Linked DNA regions of Danio rerio: region 1 is linked to region 2. The links are chromatin contacts, called in public HiCAR-type maps. All regions are on one chromosome and are shown on one strand. Each heading gives the region's core, a stretch centred on a gene start, on an enhancer-like site or on the middle of the called end of the contact. The rest is flanking DNA. Distances are from core to core; before and after follow the strand shown.

The links. HiCAR-type assays count read pairs that join an accessible place to other places.
Region 1: a contact with region 2 is called in a HiCAR-type map of caudal fin, with 5 times the contacts expected there. The contact joins the promoter of wu:fc23c09 here to the promoter of epyc in region 2. A contact is called at or near these places in 9 of 18 Hi-C or Micro-C datasets (caudal fin, embryo, fibroblasts and 2 more) and 2 of 4 datasets of contacts at active chromatin or transcription factors (caudal fin and embryo).

The regions. Positions count from the first base shown.
Region 1 is chr4:17,035,807-17,041,575 of GRCz12tu, reverse strand. It overlaps wu:fc23c09, which reads left to right and starts at 3,293. Exons shown (of 4, transcript NM_001423131.1): 1 at 3,293-3,460; 2 at 3,722-3,803; 3 at 4,075-4,954; 4 at 5,554-5,769. The coding sequence starts at 3,737.
Region 2 is chr4:16,919,424-16,925,620 of GRCz12tu, reverse strand. It overlaps epyc (epiphycan), which reads left to right and starts at 4,639. Exons shown (of 7, transcript NM_001348483.1): 1 at 4,639-4,840. It also overlaps a transcript of kera not described here.

The sequences.
Region 1 (5,769 bases), core at 2,044-4,543, 120 kb before region 2:
AGCTGGAAAAGTTTGCTGAAGATACAATCCACTTGTTCAGTATATACACTTCTGGCCTGAATTCTTATGTAGCACAACAGAATGGACCATCTGAGCGAACGATTGAAAGTTAAACTGTCCTTTAGCGTCCCCTAGTGGTTAATTGTGAGAGTTCAATTCATGTTTTTTTTTGGGTGTCAAAACAGCTTAACATAGAAGTTCTAGTCAATTGAAAGGGTGTCAGTCCAGTTTTTAGAGTTGAAGTTCAGTTTAGTTTAGTTCAGTTCAGTGTGGTCAAAGTCCAATCCCTGAAAAGCAAATCCATTGATTCGCAGCTCCACAAGTGCCAGACCAAGCAAGCCTGTGGTGAGAAATTAACATCATTAATGTCAGTATGTTGACTACAACTGTGTTGACTAAAAAATGGTTCACACTTTTTTTAATACAAAATTCACGGTATTAAAAACATTAAGAGTTTTAGCCTTACAAACTCCCAGATGCTTATTATTAATTGGGCTTATGTATTGGGTAGGATTATGGATGTAAAAAAGATCATAGTGTTAATAAACATTTCATATCTTAATAATAAGCAGATAAAAAAACAGTAGTAAATTGTATAAAGTGTTGCCAAAAATGTCGTTTTTAATGTATATAACTTACTAATCTAAATAAATGACAGCTCCCTGTACCACGTAGTTGTATTCACTGTAAAAAGCAATTAGTCGCCTTAATGTCTTTGTGGTTGATTTTAAATGAATAAGTCCAGAGACAGGCTTGGCTGCAAACATTTAACTCACTAAAGCAAATGGCAAGACGTACAGTAGGATGGATTTAAAACAGAGAAAGACATTTAGCCACAGACATTTTTATAGGGCAAAATACATTTTTCAGGGGGGCCACAAGAGGGTGCTAAGGTGACCCTGGAGAGAAAATGAAGAATCTGTATAGTGCAAAAACAATATTGATATATAAAATGTCAAAACCTTCCCAGTGTTGAGTTGCAGTTAGAAGGACATCCGCTGTGTAAAGCATATGAAGTTGGCGGTTCATTTCGCTGTGGCGACCCCTGATTAATAAAGGGACTAAGCCAAAGAGAAAATTAATGAATGAATATGTCAAACCCATTTTTAAAAACCTTTTTGTTTCATGATTTGCAGAAGATGCTCACTGAAATGTCATTCAGTGCTACAATAGTTTATCATATATAGAGCAAGAATTACTTGTTGACAAACTAGAAGACTTTAAGGATGCCAGTTCAACCCCAACATACTTAATTAACCGTTATTTTGAATCTTTATGCTTTGCCAATGGTCTTTTAAATAACAAATTTTTACTTGTCAGCAATGACTTGAAATATAACAGTATAAAAATGTTGTTATATTACAGATAGGCATGGGATAAAACCAGTATCAGGGTTTACCGCAGTTTGGAAAGTCAAGGTTTTTACACTTCCTACAATATATGTAGTTTTTTTTTTTTTTTTTTTTGCGTGTTTTTTTTTTTTTTTGCTACAATTTTATTTAGTTTTTTAGGACAGCAGTAAACACAATTAGTTTTTTTTGTAAACACAATAAGTGTCCAAAGTGACTTTAGCTGCGGTCACACTAGAGCTTGTGCTTGCAAATTTCTGTCGTACTGTGCCGCGAAAAATGGGTGGGGTTAAACAATATGATTAGACATTAATAAAAGTGAGCCATTGCTCCATATTTTAAATTCCGTATTTTAAATTATCTTCTATTGGTCATATGCAATCACCTGATGTGATTTCACAGGTAAGAATTCACCAAGCTTTCGAATGCAGTGAAATGCGAAACACGTGCTTGCGTTTCTGGTCTGCCGCATTCGCATGCCTATGAATGGAAATCGATGGAGTGAAAAGTGCAGTGTGATCGCAGCTTTGTAATAGAAGTAGTTTGACCTATTATTACTAGTTTAACTAACTATTAAGATGTCCAAAATTAGTTTGACAAATACCTGTATATTGTAATGTAGGTTAGTTGTTTATACTACTTTTTTTTTCTTGGCTAAAAACATGGTCTTACATTATTAGCGCTGCGTAAGCATCATCTATTTTACATACTGTAGATATAAAAATAAATTGAAACTATTGTGTGTTTTATGATATGCTGTAATAAATTTTAACATTTCTTATGATTTACCACATATATGTAGACATTACATGAAACATTAGGTCATGAAAATTGACTAAAAGTGTGTATGAACCCTGGATATTTATATCCAATGTTATCTTACCGTCGCAATCTTAAACCAGCCCATGCCTAGTACAGATTTTACATACAATAAATGATAGTAGAATCGCAGATAGTGGATTCAGTCAATATTTTGTCATTTGTTATTTTATTTTATTAATATCAAAATTGACACTATAATATATCCTCTATAGGTAAATACAGTAAGATTGAATTTGCAAATGCAGCGACAAAATAAACGTTTTTTTTAAGTACCATGTGTTAAAAACTTCAACTTAGGAAGCAAGCTTAAAATCAGACAATTCTGAAAATATTTGAATAAAAATAAACCGGTGATGTGCTGTGCTGGCCTGTAAAAACAATTTGTGTAAATCTGTCAGATGTTCTGGCACAGTTAACGGAAGGCCTGACGTACAGTGTATGACAAAGTTGCAAACGCATCGCGAAACTATCCAAAACTCTGCATTTTCCTGCCAGCTCACGCTCTCCTCTCCTGCTGTTTGGTGGTGACAGCAAGCATCTTATTTTAATCATCTTTTTTGTTTTCCCACACTCTGGATAAAGCTGCATCTGCTAAAGCTCTGCTGGGAGACACAGTAGGAGTCAGAATTAGACATCGGCTTGCTCAAATGCCTCAGAAAAGCGAAGAATCTCTGTAGACAAAGGTTTTGAATAATTTGTTTGTTTGGTTTAACATCTGTTACGATGAAATACCAAATAGAGGTTGAACAAAAGGTTTCTTTTTTACAGTTAAACTTTTACAGTTGAATTTCAGTCTAGAATATTTTGCTATGCCTCACCTCACACAGCTCTATGCACCTCACACAATCTTATCGAAAGGTCAAAGGTCACATAAGAAAATACTTGTCATTGTAGTGCAAGTGTACCCGTGTCTGTGAAATGAAGGCAAATAGTATCAATCCTGACCTTTGACCTTCCAATTTAGTATGTCTATCTTCATTCCTCTGAATTGATCCGCTAGATTGTTTTCGGATCTAGTGTGTAAGTGAGAAAATTCCCGTAATGATAAGCATCTTTGAAGAGAGCTATATAACTCACGAGTCATTTTCCTGAGTGTGTATGTGGAATTTGCATTAAGGAGACGGGAGAGTCTTTAAATGGGTCCATTAGTCCGTATGCGCATCTATTTGTTTGTGTTGAGTCAGTCATGCTGTGAAGACGGTGAAGCAGAAAGCCAGCATGTCTGCAGAGCAGAAGAACTTCTACATATGAAGGACGGATGCCACATACTCACCTTGAACACACTCCAGGTAAGCCGTGCCTGCTGGGCCGACCTCATTACAAAATCTTCAGGGTCTGGATTTATGCTCAAATGATCAGTTACAGCTTGTAAATGGAAGCTTTCTGGAAACTTTAATGTGGTTGCCTGCCATTTTTAAAATCGTAGGTGTTTACATTTTTTATTTCAGTCTCCTGGAGCTTGGTTGATGGCCACAGATTTTTTCTTATACTGCAGATGGTTTTATTCTAACTTTTCATTGTTAGTTAGATGATTGTTTTCTTCTCCTTAGCCTTTTTAGGTAAAAATGAAGCCCCTTGTGCTGCTGTTTTGGATTTTTGTTGTGACCGTACACACTTTTGTGCTTCAGCCAAGTAAGTACTCCTAAATTGAACTAATTTAAATACGTTTTAATCCATGTTTTAATGTTGAATATTCAGAATGTTTCAGTGATGCATGTCGGATTACAAAAAAACATGCAGTATTCTAAGGAAATATGACTGTAATCTGCTTATATCATGACTCTTATTTCTAAGGTATTACAGTATATTTGGCAAATGTCCCATAACAACTGAGCCAGTATTTATTTTAAAAATGTATTGTGTTTGTAAAGGTCCTAAAGATGAGTTACCTTTTATTCTGTAGGTGTAAATGTGACCGTTTTGCAGAATGCATCTGCAGAAGGTGACCTTTGGGGAAAGCAGAGACTTACTCGGGTAATGGAAGCTCTAAACGCTGAAGAAGAGAAAAGAAGTGAGGAAGAGGTCAAAATCCGTGGGGCAGAAAAAGAAACTAACAATAGTAATGAAGAACATGGTATGAAAGAAACAGAAATGGGACAAACAATGATACGCACAGAGGATGCAGAGGAAAAAGAGAACCAGCAAGGACAGAGTCCGGATGAACCTGACACATTGGATTTCACCCGGCCAACTCTGAAGCAATACAACACTCCTAGCATATCTATCACATCCCATCCAGTTCTGCTCACAGAATCAGCTACTCCACCTCCATCATTCTCCTCCACACCACAGAGACCAGCATCAGCTCCAGAGACCTTGTATGTCATCACCAATACAAACCTTTCATCTGAAACCACAGTTGAAACCCCAAAATTTCACACTCCAGATGCAATGGGAACCACATTACTAAATGAAAGCAGAACAAATGATGACCTTAAAGTGGAACTCCATGTGATGAACGTCTCTGAGCTCCACCTAAAGGAGGAAGTGAGTGTTGAAGTCACTGCATTGTCAGCGAGAGCGGGACCCACTGCAAAGGCCCTTCCCAGTACCTTTACGGACAAAGCAAAAAGCAAAGTGGCCAAACATAAAGACAATAAAACACTGAAAGGGAAGAAAAAAAAGGCTGTAAAGGGGAAGCCAAGGAAGACAACCAAAGTTTCGAAAAAAGCAAAGAAAGTTAAAAAGTTAAATCATGAGCAGAAACTGAAGCCAACAACTCCGTCGCATTTTCCTTATTTTGAAGATAACTACTGCCCATCAGAGTGTTCCTGCTATGGGAGGTATGTGTCAACTACATCTTAACCCAGGGGTGTCCTTTAGGGTTATTGTGTTTTATAGTTTAACAGTAATTAGACATGCTAAAACCTGCTCACTGAGATCTTCATACTCACTTGAAACCTACAGGCAGGTGTGATGGAGCGGTTTCGACCTCCAACCCTTATTAAACTTACTTGCCTGTTGTTGTTTTTATCACTCCTGAAGACATTAAAAGAATAGTTTACCCAAAAAATTTTATTTCCTCACACAAAGTGCCTTTAAACTTGATTTTTTTTCTTTTGTTGAACACAACGCATTATACATTGAAGAATCTTGGGAGTAAAACAGCCATCGAATTTCATAGTATGGTATGTTGTTCCTAATATAAATCACAGAAACTCAGACATGCTAGCAACTTTTGGACAATGAGCAAATTATGGCAATTTTTCATTTTTGGTTGAACTGTGCCAGATGAAATTAGCTTTTTTCGTGTCTACTGGATTATGGTTGCAGCTAAACTCTACAAAAAAGTGTTTTAGAATTGTCTTAACCAAGCATGAAATAACTGACCTTAACTTTTTACACTGTAATTTGTCCGTCAAATCAATCTCTTGTTTTACAGGGTTGTGCAGTGTTCTGACAAACACTTGGTCAAAATACCTTATGGAATTCCTTACAACTCCAGGTACATTCTCTTAATGAACAACAAAATTGATAGCATTCAGTTAAACTTGCTCTCCCAGTACGACTCCATGGAGTTCCTGGTGTTAAGGAACAACCGTTTAACAGATTCCGCAGTCAAGAAAGCATTTGAAGGGATTCAGCGTCTAAAGAGATT
Region 2 (6,197 bases), core at 3,390-5,889:
TCATGTTAATTGAGCAGGTGACTAGCAAGACCTTTCTGGTAGAGCTTTTGACAAAGAATGAATTAAGTCCATGAATAAGAAGCTTATAAAAAATTCCGATGGATACCTACATACAAAATACAACTAAGAGTGTGGTATCCTGGCCTTTTCAGCAGAGTAAAGATCCATAAGACTGATTTATATGTGCATTTGTAGATGGTTTCTCATGGCTGTATTGTAAAACCATTGTGCCTTCCTTAATTTCATACATAGACTAGCTGGAAACATCATTACATGTTAAATGTTCTTACAATGGAAGAGAGATCTAAACAACAGTTGTACCCTATAAATTACTTAATCTTGGTAGGAGCAGGATTAACCAGAAATATTTTCACGGTCCACCCTATTCTGAGATGTTTTAAGCAGGAGAGTAATAAGAAGGGTATAAATGGAGGTCGGAGCCTGCTCCAAGTGGGTGGGCCTTCGAGCTCCAAGTGGGTTGTACAAACTTGGAGCTTTAATTTATTTAACGTCTTTTACATGACTCAGAGTCCAATATTGTGCAATGTGCTTTATGAATGTCTACATCTACCCTAACACTAAATCCAATCTCACAGTAACCTGTTGTGTTTTATTAACGTCTACACCTACCCCAACCCCAAACCCCATATCACAGTAACCTGATGTGTTTTAATAATATCTGCAACACCTAAACCACCTAAACCCAACCTACTTGTATTTTAAGTCCCTCCGACTTGGAGGTCACCCAACCTACTTGCAGTGTAATCCCTCCCACTTGGAGGTCTCTGGGCTGCAGCGATACCTACTTGAGAGTTGTGGTCTAATTATAGAGCCAAATTTCCTGGAATTGAACTTAGTACATAGTGGTGGTTTACTGGATTTCACTAAAAGCATAGTAAGTCTCAATGACAAAACGTACCAAAATAAGTTTAAAGTTAGATAAATGGTAGCAATTGCAATTGTTTACATCAATTGTAAGTAATGAAATGTACTGGCATGTATACTTTTTTAAACAATGTTTACCTCTACTTTTTGTACATCTTCGCAACTTTGTAAAAACAATATTTCAATATTCAATGAAAATTTTGTTTGAAATACTTATTCTATAATTTCAGCACCTCAAATTTTATCATTAATTTTGAAAATTGCAGCATTTTCAAACCAGATGACATACTGTACTGTGACAGAGTTTTAATGTATATAATAGTTTAAATTTTGCAGTTGACAATTGACTGGTTTTAAGATGCATTTTCTCTATATAAAAATAATGTAAACATTCTTTTTCAGCGCACAAATGTGACAATTTTTTTTCATGTTTTTATTAATTACTGAAATTAACATCAAAAACTGTGAGAACCATTAGAAAAATGTAATATGATATACATTTTTGTTCAATGTTTCTGATTAAACTGGTTTCAGTGGTCCATCATTGTCATTGATTAATATTTCATTTGTGTGTATGTGTGTGTGTGTGTGTAATAATAATAATAATAATAATAATAATTTAGTTATTGAAAAGTCTAATTGCTTGACAACAAGGCAAGAGTCAAGTCAAGAGTACTCGGTCTGGCAACCTTGTTTTAAAGAAATCTATAATCCACAATAATAGCTTGTCTACAATAATGAAAACAACTAGCACTACGTTGAAGCTTTTGCTAAACTTACAGTTCCAATAAAATAAATAAACAACTCCCATCTAGTAAGGTATTTAAGGAAGATTTTCAGGTGAAATGCAACTTCTAATGAGAATGTTGTTGGTGGGAACTACTGCACCAGCACATCTTTATAATCGCAAAGAGCTTTGCGGTTGTAAAATATTCACTACAAAACAATGTATTACAGAAGACTCTGGAACACTTTCTTTAAAATATTTACACACATCTGACAGAAGGGGAAAAATCAACAGGGAGTGCACAGTACCTGGGTATCACTTGAAACAATGACTGCATTTATACAAGGTCTTTCGCATATATTTTTGGTTGCATCTGATACATTGACTTTAAACACAGTCTGTGTTACATGAAATCTTCCACCACACAGTACAGGCCTGTGCAGCTTAAATTGATCGTGCAAGCAAATGGATTTGCTTGGCACTGTTCAGAGGATTTGCAAGGACGTCAGTGCATGCTTCTTGGTTCAGCTAAGCACCTTTTTGGTGCATGTGGTGTCTTTTACCGCTTGTATATCTTAAATATTCTTTAATATCTTTGCATTTTATATACTCTACAGTCACTTGGAAACTTGCTTTTGAGCATGATGACATGGTCAAGGAGATCAATTTCAAACTGAGCATAAGAATAGCGAAGAGAGATGATTGAAGTGACACTAAACATGGAATGGTTGTTGGTGCTGAAAGGGATGGTCTGAATATTTCAAAAATTTAATTTCAACACACAAACATATCTAGGCTTGACAGAGAATGATTCAAAAAATGGCGAAATACTTTACTGATTGTAAGGGTCAGAGTAGAATGGCCAAGGCGTTTTGAGCTGATCAAGAGGCTACAATTATGGCCCATTTCCACTAAGTGGTACGGTTCGATACGCTTTTATGGTTGTTTCCACTGTCAATAAGTATCAAAAAGCATACCATATCGTAACACTTTTTGGGTACCCCTTAAAAAGGTCACCTAGCACAACAAAAGGGTACCAAAACGTGAAGCAAGATGCGCAGCTGAACGCTGTTTGTTTACAGAGATACATCAATAGTTCGTGCACAAGCCAAGAAAATGAAAACAAAGGAAGCTCCAATTTTAAATACACAGCCAAGACATTACACCGTAATAATATATACATATAATAACAAGCCATGGTCAACCCAAGCTTAAACAAACCTTGTCGTCATCTTGATGAACAGCCACAAGAAGAAGAGCAGAATCTACTGTCGTTGTTTACATGGCCGTCTAAAGCGTGAGAGGTTTCACTTTCTCGAGAGAGTTCACGTCTGTGTTTATATTTGAAATAACAAACCTCTAAACTGATAATAAAAAGTGCGCGTGATTATTGAAGTGCTTCTGACATTTGATCCTTTCAGAAATGGACAAACGCAAAAGTGAAGTGCGTAAAAACAAAGGAGAAGCCGGAAAAAACGGGAGCAAATGATTGTTTCAGCAACCTAAAACATAAACAAACTGCCTTTTTTAATTATGATCACCTTTTGGACTATTATGAACTCGGAATTACAGAATTACTTTCTAACAAGGGGTTACATGTGCTGGTAAAGATTCAAGATGCAGATGAGAGGTTTGCACTGACTGTGGGCTATATGTTGCATGTTGTTTTTGAACCCAAATAAGGACTAAATGTATGTTGTGTGTAGTTTTTACTATAACTTTAAAGGTCTATATGTGTTCATATATGTTGCATTTATTTATTTTATATAATGGCAGACACAATGTAGGCTATTTCGCATGATTGGTCTGCAGTTATAATCAAATCATGTTTATAGAAAGGTTAGTAATGAACATTTATACACAAGTATTTATGTGTATAAAGCATCTGTTTTGTGAGAAGTGCTACTCATACTTTGACATTTCCTCGAGCGAGAATGACGTTGAATGAAACGTTCTGTCATACACCACGCCAATGGTACCCTTTTGGCAGTGGAAAGGCAAGCCTGATAAAGATGACCCATACCGACCCATATAGCACCGTACTGTACCACTCGGTGGAAATGGGTCACTCCTCAAACTGCAGAAGAGCATGTATGAACACTCAACACAATAAACTTAGATGCAAATTAGGTACAGCAACAAAAGACCCTTGCTCTTACTAACTAAAAACAATAGGACAATTTAAACAAGTTGTCTAGTCTAATGAGTCTTGATTTCTGCTGCCACATTCAGATTCAGTTCACCTTGCTGAATCTATTAGGGAAGTTCTGAAGGGAATGAGGATCCAACATGGCGCCTAGCAAGATGTAGGCTACCTGATATGTTTCATTCGCAAGGTAATTAAAGATGGCAGAATAAGCAAATAAATCCCATGTTTGCTAACCTATAAATGCCACACATAATCAAACTTAATAAGACTTAAACATAACGCAACATGTGCTATATTTGAATTACCTGACAGTCCTAGTTCTAAACAGAGCAATGCTGGATTCTTTTTTCATGGGACTCAGCAGAAATATGACTACTGGGTCATAGAGGAAGGGAATTAGTGTAAAAAAGAGATTCGAAGCTTGTAAAAACATCCCATCTGAAGTTGAAACAGGTACTTGTTTGGGTTAGCAGGTTTTTGCAGCATCTGTTCAGAGCAGAGTTTTAAAATCGAGTCCTGGTGCAGAACAGAATGGGGCCCTTTTTCACTTTCTCTATGTTGTACCAATACAGGAGCCTCACAGAGGGCCCATTGTGCACCGAGGCCCTGCAGATGCCTACATGAAAGCAGAGCATGCCTCATGCTCACCTCAGGAAAAGGAAGACAAATATCTCCTACTTAGAACTGAATAACTTATGTGTCTCTTCAGGAAACAAAAAGGAGCGATGGTTGTAAGGGATTAAAGGATTTTCGCAGCTGGGGGTCTGTCAGCATGCAAATTGTGTGTCTGTTCAGTGTGTGTGTGTGTGATGCAGTGTGGTATGGGGTGGGCGCTGCTGTAGATGTGACCAAAACTCAATTTCTCCCTTTTCTCGGTCTCACTTCTTACCTTCACATTCACGGGCAGGTAGGGTTGCACGGGTCTGGGAGTGTGTGCACACATACACGTCACACACTCATAAGCATCCACACACAGATACACACTCACCGTGAGTGACCCATTGCCATTGGCCAGGCCCACCAGCCCTCTGCCTGTCCGATCTGAAGAACAGGACCATTTGGGAAAGGAGGAGAAAGAGGTAAGGGTTCTACTGTATGTTCTTCTAAATGCTAGTGCTGTGCTTAGGAACAGAGACCGGACCCAAGGGCTTCCCCTTCTTGGCTTCAGTGGTACTGGACACTGAAGCTAAGCTAAAATGATTCTCACTTACTGTACTCAGGCTTTTGATTGATGATAATTTTTGCCTTCTACATGACTGCATTTATGATATAATATAGATATGCACTGCCTGATCATGATGAATCTCCTTGTAATTGTAAAAATAATGCACGTTTAATAAGGTAAAGTCATTCACCTGATTGATTCTACTGAGGGCAATGGATTTTCCATTTTGTCATGTGGATTTCTGGCTTTAATTATATACAATGCTTCTATTCTCCATAATCTTCATGACTATATTTCTGCTTATAATGTTGGAACTGAAGTGATTTACAACAGTTTTAAGTGGGATAACATGTGACCTGTGCTGTAATGATGCCAATTTAAGTATTCTCATTATACCGGTCACTTGCCATTTGATGTTTTAATGGGGAGATGGTTCTGCTTCTGCTAGTTGATTCTGTAATGGCTTACTGTTTACAATTCAAAAGTATATATTGAGAAAATGTGATAGAAGAGCTGTAAATTGCTACTGAATACTGTGTTCAGTGAAAGTCAGTGTTTTCAGAGTTAAATGATTCCTTCAGTTTTTAAGCTAAAATAAAAATCCCCAGTGGGTTGCCAAATGGATAATATGTCTCTAGAACACTTGTGTATTTTTGTATTTTGACATATTGGAAGCAAATAAGCCATGAAGGCAATATTGGCAGCATCCCTAGAGTAGAAGAAATTTTAAAATCAATGAGCATGTGGAATGCTGTTGGGTAGAGCCAAAAACAACATTGGTATAGTCAGTTCTCACATACACATACACACACAGGGTCTACACACTGCAAACAGTGTGTAAAAGCAGAGCTCTGTGTGCAGCATAGTCCCTCTTTCAGTATTTCCCTGCTCGAGCTGTCAGACACTGGTACACTGAAGTTTCACTGGGACTCCTATACGTGATTGCAAATCTATATCATTACTATATAATCTCAATTCATGATGTGTTGATTGGCTGTCAGAAGTCCATAGGGGGTTGAAATATGTCTAAAAACAAAGTGTTTTCTAGAGTGCAGCTTTGCCCCAAAAATAGCCTTTCGCCGAAAGTGGATGTGTGTGTGTTGGTGTATGAAAGAGAGATAGAGAGAGATCGTAACTCACTGCCATGTTGTCCACAAACCTCGGTGGAATTTCGAACTTGAGTGTGGAGACAGACACTCATAAAGGGGCTCTGTCAGAGTCCTCCCTCTCTCAGCTAGTTCTCTCCGTCTCACCCTGAGGACCAGAACTTG